Linked DNA regions of Pan troglodytes: region 1 is linked to region 2. The links are chromatin contacts, called in public Hi-C maps. All regions are on one chromosome and are shown on one strand. Each heading gives the region's core, a stretch centred on a gene start, on an enhancer-like site or on the middle of the called end of the contact. The rest is flanking DNA. Distances are from core to core; before and after follow the strand shown. Region 1 overlaps LOC746315. Region 2 overlaps TCF12 (transcription factor 12).

Region 1 (3,331 bases), core at 514-3,013, 170 kb after region 2:
CTCCACTGTGGAGTTACTATTTTTCCTTTTCCCCATTTTATTCATCAGAAGCCAGTCACTAAGTGAGGTCAAACTCCAGGACAGGGGAATTAAGTGCCACCTCCTGGAGAGGGAGCATTCACATTTATTACTTGGGATCCTTCTGTAAGGAAGAGCTGTTTCTCCTCTAAAAAACTCTTTAATCCTTTTAAGCCTCAATTTCTTAATTGTGAAATGGGGCTAATACCTGTATCCAACCAAGGGAGTAGTTAGAAGGTAACGTGATAGGTGGAAAGCACTTAACATAGGCAAAATGTTATGATCAGGAATGATCAAGAGACCCATCCAACTATCTGAAGGAGTCACTTAACTCTACTGTACTGCAGTGCTGTAAGGTCTGCATCTTTCACTGGGGGTAAAGGCCCCCAGTCCCTGAGATGGGCCCGTTTGGAGACAGGCTGGTTTTTTCTCTGTTCTCCTGAGAGCCCTTCAGATGAGAAGGGAGGTCTGGAGACAGAATGCCAAAGGCCCATTAAAGGCACGGCCTTGCATTTCAGAGAGGGAGCAGGTCTAGAGAAGAACCAGAGGAGCTCAGCTGAGATATGGTGTATGGATTGGATTTTGGTAGAAGATGGGAAGAACCAAACACCTGAGAAACCACTTTGAAGATCAGGGTCAGAGTAAGGCCTAACACATAGTTGGCTCCCAGTAATTATTGGTTGATTGAATGGCTCAAAGAGCAACTCGACCAAGAACACTGGACTGGGAGTCCAGTTACTTGGATCTTGCATTCCTGATTTATTTTTATTTTATATGTATTTTTTTATTTTTTTGAGACGGAGTCTCACTCACTCTGTCGCCCAGGCTGTACTACAATGGCACGATCTCGGCTCACTGCAAACTCTGCCTCACAGGTTCAAGCGATTCTCCTGCCTCAGCCTCTCGAGTAGCTGGGATTACAGGCATGCACCACCATGCTGGCTAATTTTTGTATTTTTAGTAGAGACGGGGTTTTGCCATGTTGGCCATGCTGGTGTCGACCTCCTGACCTCAGTTGATCTTCCTGCCTCAGCCTTCCAAAATGTTGGGATTACAGGCGTGAGCCACCGTGCCTGGCCGTGATTTATTTTTTTTGTGTATGTTTGTTTGTTTTTGTCAACTTGCTGTGTGACCTTAAGCAAGTTACTTAACTTCTCTGGGCTTCACTTTCCATGGATGAACATTGTAAAGAGGCTGGAGAGAGATGAGGACTAGGTACAGGCCTTAGAGGAGAGCCACCGCCCCGGACTTCTCCCTCTGTCACCCCGCTTTCCATGACCCTCCTTGCCTGACTTTGTGACTCCTTGCCTCGCTATCAAAACAAGTGCTGCAATCTCAGTGCTTTCCAAGAGCCCGGCATTGTTAGAAACTTCCCGGCACGCAGCAAAGGCTGCTGCGATACTCGCTCTGCCTGCCTTTGCCCTGCGCTTCCTACATACCCTCCTTTTGTTTCTCCTAAACATCTGTCCCTGACTATGCTCGTCTCATGTTTGTCCTCAGCTGCTGAAAGGGCCACGTTTGTTTTCATTACAAATAAGACCACCGAGTGGGCTCCTGGCGTGGGGGCGGGAGCAGCCGCGCGCAGTCTTCAGAGGCAGCCCCCTAGGCTCTCTCTGGAGGGTGTGTCTCTGCTTCCCTTTCCCCGTGTTTATTTTTAGACGAAGCCAAGTGGCCCGGGGGGACCCTCCGGACTCCCAGCTTTCGGAGGGGAGGGCAGCTCGGGCTTTCGCCCCAGTGCTTCCTGCCCGTCACGTGTGTGTTCCTAGCCGGGGTCGGGGGAGCTGGTATCTTGGCCCTTCTGGGAGGACGCGCACAGCCCGAGGAGGCAGAGCCCCAGACGGGAATGGGCTTTTCAGAGGTGGGGTGCGGGCGAGGGGACGATGCATTATTTTTAATATTTGATTTATTTTTCCAACTGGACTTCTTCCCGCGGCTCTTTCTGGGCCCAGCTGCCTTTGTGATCCCGCGCCCCGGCCCTCGGCCTCTCACCTCCGGCGCCGGGGCGCCCCCTGCTGTCGGAAGCGGCTGTGACCGGGCAGAGGTGCTATCTGGGACTCTGGGTTCTCAGCCCGGGGACAGCGAACCGAGGGGCAGATGATCCATCAGAAAAGAGCCGGCACTGCCCAGCCCCGCGCCCCTGCCCCTGCCTTTTTCCGGGAGCGCGCCGCGCCGCAGCCGCTACGGCCGCTTGACCCCATCTTTGAGCCCGGCCCCAAGCTCTGGGACCGTCGTGCCCCTCATCAAGGAAGAGCCAAGGACCCCAGGGAGAAGGTCAGGAGCGGCGGTGTGGATGTCCCTTGGCTGCAGGCCCCGCCGCGCACTCCCTTCAGTCCTTCCCTTCTCTAGGGACCAGGTAGCATCAGTGCCTGGCTCTCGGCCTTGTGTGCCCTGCTCCCCGCCCCACCTACTAAGAACCAAGTCTGGTTCACCGGCTCCCAAGAGCTGGAACCCATTCTCAGCTAGCTGGGGGCCCAGGCCACCCCTTCTCTCCCGACCTGTGTGCCTTCTGCGCTGGCTCCAGGGCCCCCCACACCGTGACCAGGGCGGGTTCCCTATGGGGCTGGCCAGTCGGCACCGTGCCAGGCCCACAGTGCCCTGGGCGTCCATGGAAGTAGTTCTGTGTCTTTAAAATCAGAAGGAAGACATTAACCTTTAGGCTGAAGAAAATGTTTTAGTAGACAGCAATAACTTATTTGTCTTTATCCAACAGCCATAAAATATAACTTTAAATATTCTATTGATAGAGAAAGGAGTTCATGAAGGCAGAAATGCCTGGGGCCCACGAACATCCCAGTGTGGCCCTGGACGGGACATCATGCTGGGCAACACAGCTAAAATGCGGGTGAAGACCAGATTTCTTGCACATGGCGGTGACGGGATGCTCCCTAGAGAGCTTCAAGTGGATTCTTTGCTTTTTATTTTCTCTCTTAATAAAAATGTATGATGTTTACATTGTCAGAGAACAAACAGAACTGTGGCTTGTGTTTCATGTCTTACGAAATGGGTCTTGTGTACTTTTGGCTGTTCTTTCATGTTCTTAGCAGTTATAGATTTGGCTCCTCTGGAATGGAGGGGCCATATATCAGGGGGTTTGGGGCAGGGGACACGGCCCTCTGTTCACCCTGCCCTCCCTGATAGGTTGATTTATCTCCCTGCAATCCCTTCTTCACCTTCCGGGCTGGTCTCCTTCCCAGTCCGAGATCTGCCCCCAAGGCTTTGTTTGGCACCGCCCCACCCCTGCCTTCCCCAGTAGTCTTTCTACAGATCACCCCTTCCCATGTGTCCTCAGCGCACCCCTGCCTTCCCCAATAGT
Region 2 (3,450 bases), core at 797-3,296:
TGCTCTTGGGAGACGTTTGCTCTTTATTTCTCTTATGAAGTCACAGTGGCCTGTCATAACCATGGATTAAATGTTTGAACACAAAAACAATAATTCCCATGATTTAAGTCACAGCTTTTAACAGATCGACGTATATTTCTTATTTCTACATTCCAAGGTATGAAAAATAGCTATCAATTTCTAGTGTATTATCTCACACTAATACATATAAAGGAAATATGTGAACTTACCCTCAAAGAAACAATAAAATTTTCAGAGACATCCAAATAAGTATTTTAGGTTTGAAGATCCCTTTTCCTTCATTTCGTAATAGATGTTTTCTTTTTTTGAGACAAGGTCTCACTCTGTCACCCAGGCTGGAGTGCAGTGTTGCTATCATGCCTTATGGCAGCCTCTACATCCCAGGCTCAAGTGATCCTCACACCTAAGCCTCCTGAGTAGCTGGGACTGCCACACTCAGCTAATTTTTATAGAGACAATTTCCCATGTCGCCCAGGCTGGTCTTGAACTCTTAGGCTCAAATCATCTGCCTGCCTTGTCCTCCCAATATGCTGGAATCACAGACAATAGACAATAGCCACTGCTTCTGGCAGTTTTTTTTTTTGAGACGGAGTTTCACTCTGTCACCCAGGCTGGAGTGCAGTGGCGCGATCTCGGCTCACTGCGAGCTCTGTCTCCCGGGTTCACGCCATTTTCCTGCCTCAGGCTCCCAAGTAGCTGGGACTACAGGCACCTGCCACCATGCCCGGCTAATTTTTTGTATTTTTAGTAGAGACGCGGTTTCACCGCATTAGCCAGTCTCAAGGTCTCAATCTCCTGACCTCATGATCCGCCCGCCTCGGCCTCCCAAAGTGCTGGGATTACAGGCGTGAGCCACCACGCCCGGCCCTGGCAGTGTTTCTTAATGTGATATCCAGCATTGCTTATAAATAAAACACATTTTTCCCCATGTATTTTAAATACTGTAATTTACAAAGGATGTATTAATGAATAATGAAATTTTTTTCCACTTTGGTAAAAGTTTGACACAGGTATAAAGGGCTTATATTGAAAAATATGGTATTCAAACAAAATATTTTAGAAGTTACTCATCTAAATTGCCTGAAATATTATTTCTAAAAATATTTGTGGATTAACTGAGAATGTAGGAATAGTTGTAGGGTTTAATACATTTTAACCATTGATACTTGGTTGTGATGGCATTGCTTCCATAATACAGTGACTCTGCAACTGCTATCTAGATTTTTTTCACTTGTAGAGTGTAATAATTTGCAAATGTTTTGTTTATTTTTATATTGGCAGAGATTATAATTCTGAGGTACTATGCTTATAGGAAAGACTTAAAGAATATTAGGTTGGGCACGGTGGCTCATGCCTGTAATCCCAGCACTTTGAGAGGCCAAGGATGGCGGATCACGAGATCAGGAGTTCGAAACCAGCCTGGCCAACCTGGTGAAACCCTGTCTCTACTAAAAATACAAAAATTAGCTGGGCATGGTGGCAGGCATCTGTAATCCCAGCTACTCAAGAGGCGGAGGCAGGAGAATCATTTGAACCCGGGAGGTGGAGGATGCAGTGAGCCAAGATAGCACCATTGTGCACTCCAGCCTGGCTGACAGAGTGAGACTCCGTCTCAAAAGAAAAAAAAAAATAAAGTATTACCACCAGTTCTACTTGTTCTTCTCTTTTCAGTGGCCCATCCTTAAGCCAGTTCTCTCCTTGGTAGAGAACAAAGACAGGCAAAAGAGAAGAATTTCCAGTTTTTCGATTTTACTTTTACTTGTTAATATCACTGATGGCTAAATATTTCATGAAATTAAACTTTGATGCTCATGTCTAAAATGACACTTCAGCATTAACTAAAGATTTCTGTTTTTCATGTTTTTTCATTTAACACTGCTTCTCTACAGCTGAGCCTGGGTTTCATTGTTTAAATCGGATCTTGGAAGAAGCTTTCTGTAAGCTTGGAATGTGCCTTATCTTAAAGCCTTCTTCTCTTACCCTGTTAACCATTCCTGGCTTAAAACCTTCAGAAGTCATGGGATGTGGGTTTGCCTGGGGAGTCTGCTGCCTCCAGTGGAAATTTAGGCAACTGCTATGGCTATTCCAGACAAGTACTTCACAGATAATCAGATCTGTTTCCTATCTAACCGTAGGAAAAGTGTAAAGCTTAGAGGGGTAATTCATATATTCCACTTTATAAACCATTCTAACAGCCAGTTGTAGGAAGAGGGCAGCTGTTTGTTTTTAAAATGACTTATTCTCAAAAGAGTTCATTTGGAGACAGTTAAAATAAGGCAATAGGCAGAAAGTGGTAGAGCTAGAAGAGGCCTAACTATGTTTATTGGGGTTAATAGATAAAAAGCAAATGACCAGGTATTTTCATTATAAGCCATTATATAGTCATTTCTTTTTTAAGCGCGTGCTACCAATTGATGTTTTCAGTTATGAAGAGTTTTGCTGTTAATAAATGATCAAAATTTTAGGTTTAGAATATTGTAACTAATATTTCTGAAATTGAGAAAAATTTAAGTAAGTGATTAAATTAGCCAGTAGCTGACATCATTTACCTATTTCAGTTGAGAACTTGAGCTAAAATTAAGCTTTATACATAATCCCAGTTCCAGAAAGGACCTTGAGAGGTCCTCTAGATAAGATCATATTTAGACTGTCCCAAACACATTAGCCTATAATTTAGACAAAATTAATCTCAGTCAGTCTCAGTCTGTTTTTCTCTCTCCCTTCTCACCTCTCCTTGACTTCTCTTTTTCTAGTTACTCTTCCTTCTCCAGTATCCTTTCCTCTTGCTCTCGTAATCTCTGTCCCCTTACTTTCCTCTGCTTTAAAATTTCTTACTCATGTGTACCACAAGAATGATGGTCTTTTATAATCCGTTTTATGGCTATTAATTACATACACTAAATTTTCAAAGCAAAGACCTAATGTTCTGTTGTATAGATGTTTCAGAAATCATCATACATATAACTAGATTTCAGCTGCATGTTGGTATCCATCCCTAAACAGTTTAAGGGTGTTAGCGGTGATTATGATAATTGGGAGCAGAAGACAGATTCTCTTGACTAGGCAAACTTTAGTGAATCTTAGTCCTTTTCCCTGGAAAAAATTAATAGTACCACTCGTTACATAGGGCTTTGCTCCTGCATAACTAAACCACCAGGGAGATCTTCCAGGTTCCTAGCCATCACCTTTATTTGCAAACACTAAAAAAATCTCTAATGTTTACTTCTTTAAACCAAAAAAAAAAAAAGTTAGAGCATTATAGCTGTGGCCTGCATTCATAGAAAAAGTATGCTTACACTAATGTTTAGGGGCTAGGAATATTTAAGCATTTGCTATGACACTCAAGAAAAAAGTAATAGTACCAAAAAAGCTTTATAGATGTTTTCATTCTTTAATTTCCATAATCTCCCTATAGAAGATCTGGAAATT

Evidence for each region. Hi-C and Micro-C count contacts between places; a contact is called where the count stands out from the background.
Region 1: a Hi-C map of induced pluripotent stem cells shows a contact between it and region 2, with 2.9 times the contacts expected there. The contact joins two enhancer-like sites. A contact is called at or near these places in 4 of 7 Hi-C or Micro-C datasets (blood, induced pluripotent stem cells and stem cell-derived neural progenitor cells), 1 of 1 datasets of contacts at active chromatin or transcription factors (stem cell-derived excitatory neurons) and 1 of 1 other capture datasets (stem cell-derived neural stem cells).

What each region holds. Positions count from the first base shown.
Region 1 is chr16:49,316,613-49,319,943 of NHGRI_mPanTro3-v2.0_pri, forward strand. It overlaps LOC746315, which reads left to right. Exons shown (of 3, transcript XR_010151712.1): 3 at 2,763-2,990. Among named protein-coding and RNA genes, the nearest start is that of CGNL1, 70 kb to the right of the region's middle. Within about 2 kb of position 1,764, at least 11 of the 24 cell types and tissues checked have an H3K27ac peak or open chromatin away from gene starts, as enhancers often do. A contact at or near this core is called in induced pluripotent stem cells, where this site is marked.
Region 2 is chr16:49,148,180-49,151,629 of NHGRI_mPanTro3-v2.0_pri, forward strand. All of the region lies in intron 5 of TCF12 (transcription factor 12), which reads left to right. Among named protein-coding and RNA genes, the nearest start is that of TCF12, 220 kb to the left of the region's middle. Within about 2 kb of position 2,047, at least 3 of the 24 cell types and tissues checked have an H3K27ac peak or open chromatin away from gene starts, as enhancers often do. A contact at or near this core is called in induced pluripotent stem cells, where this site is marked.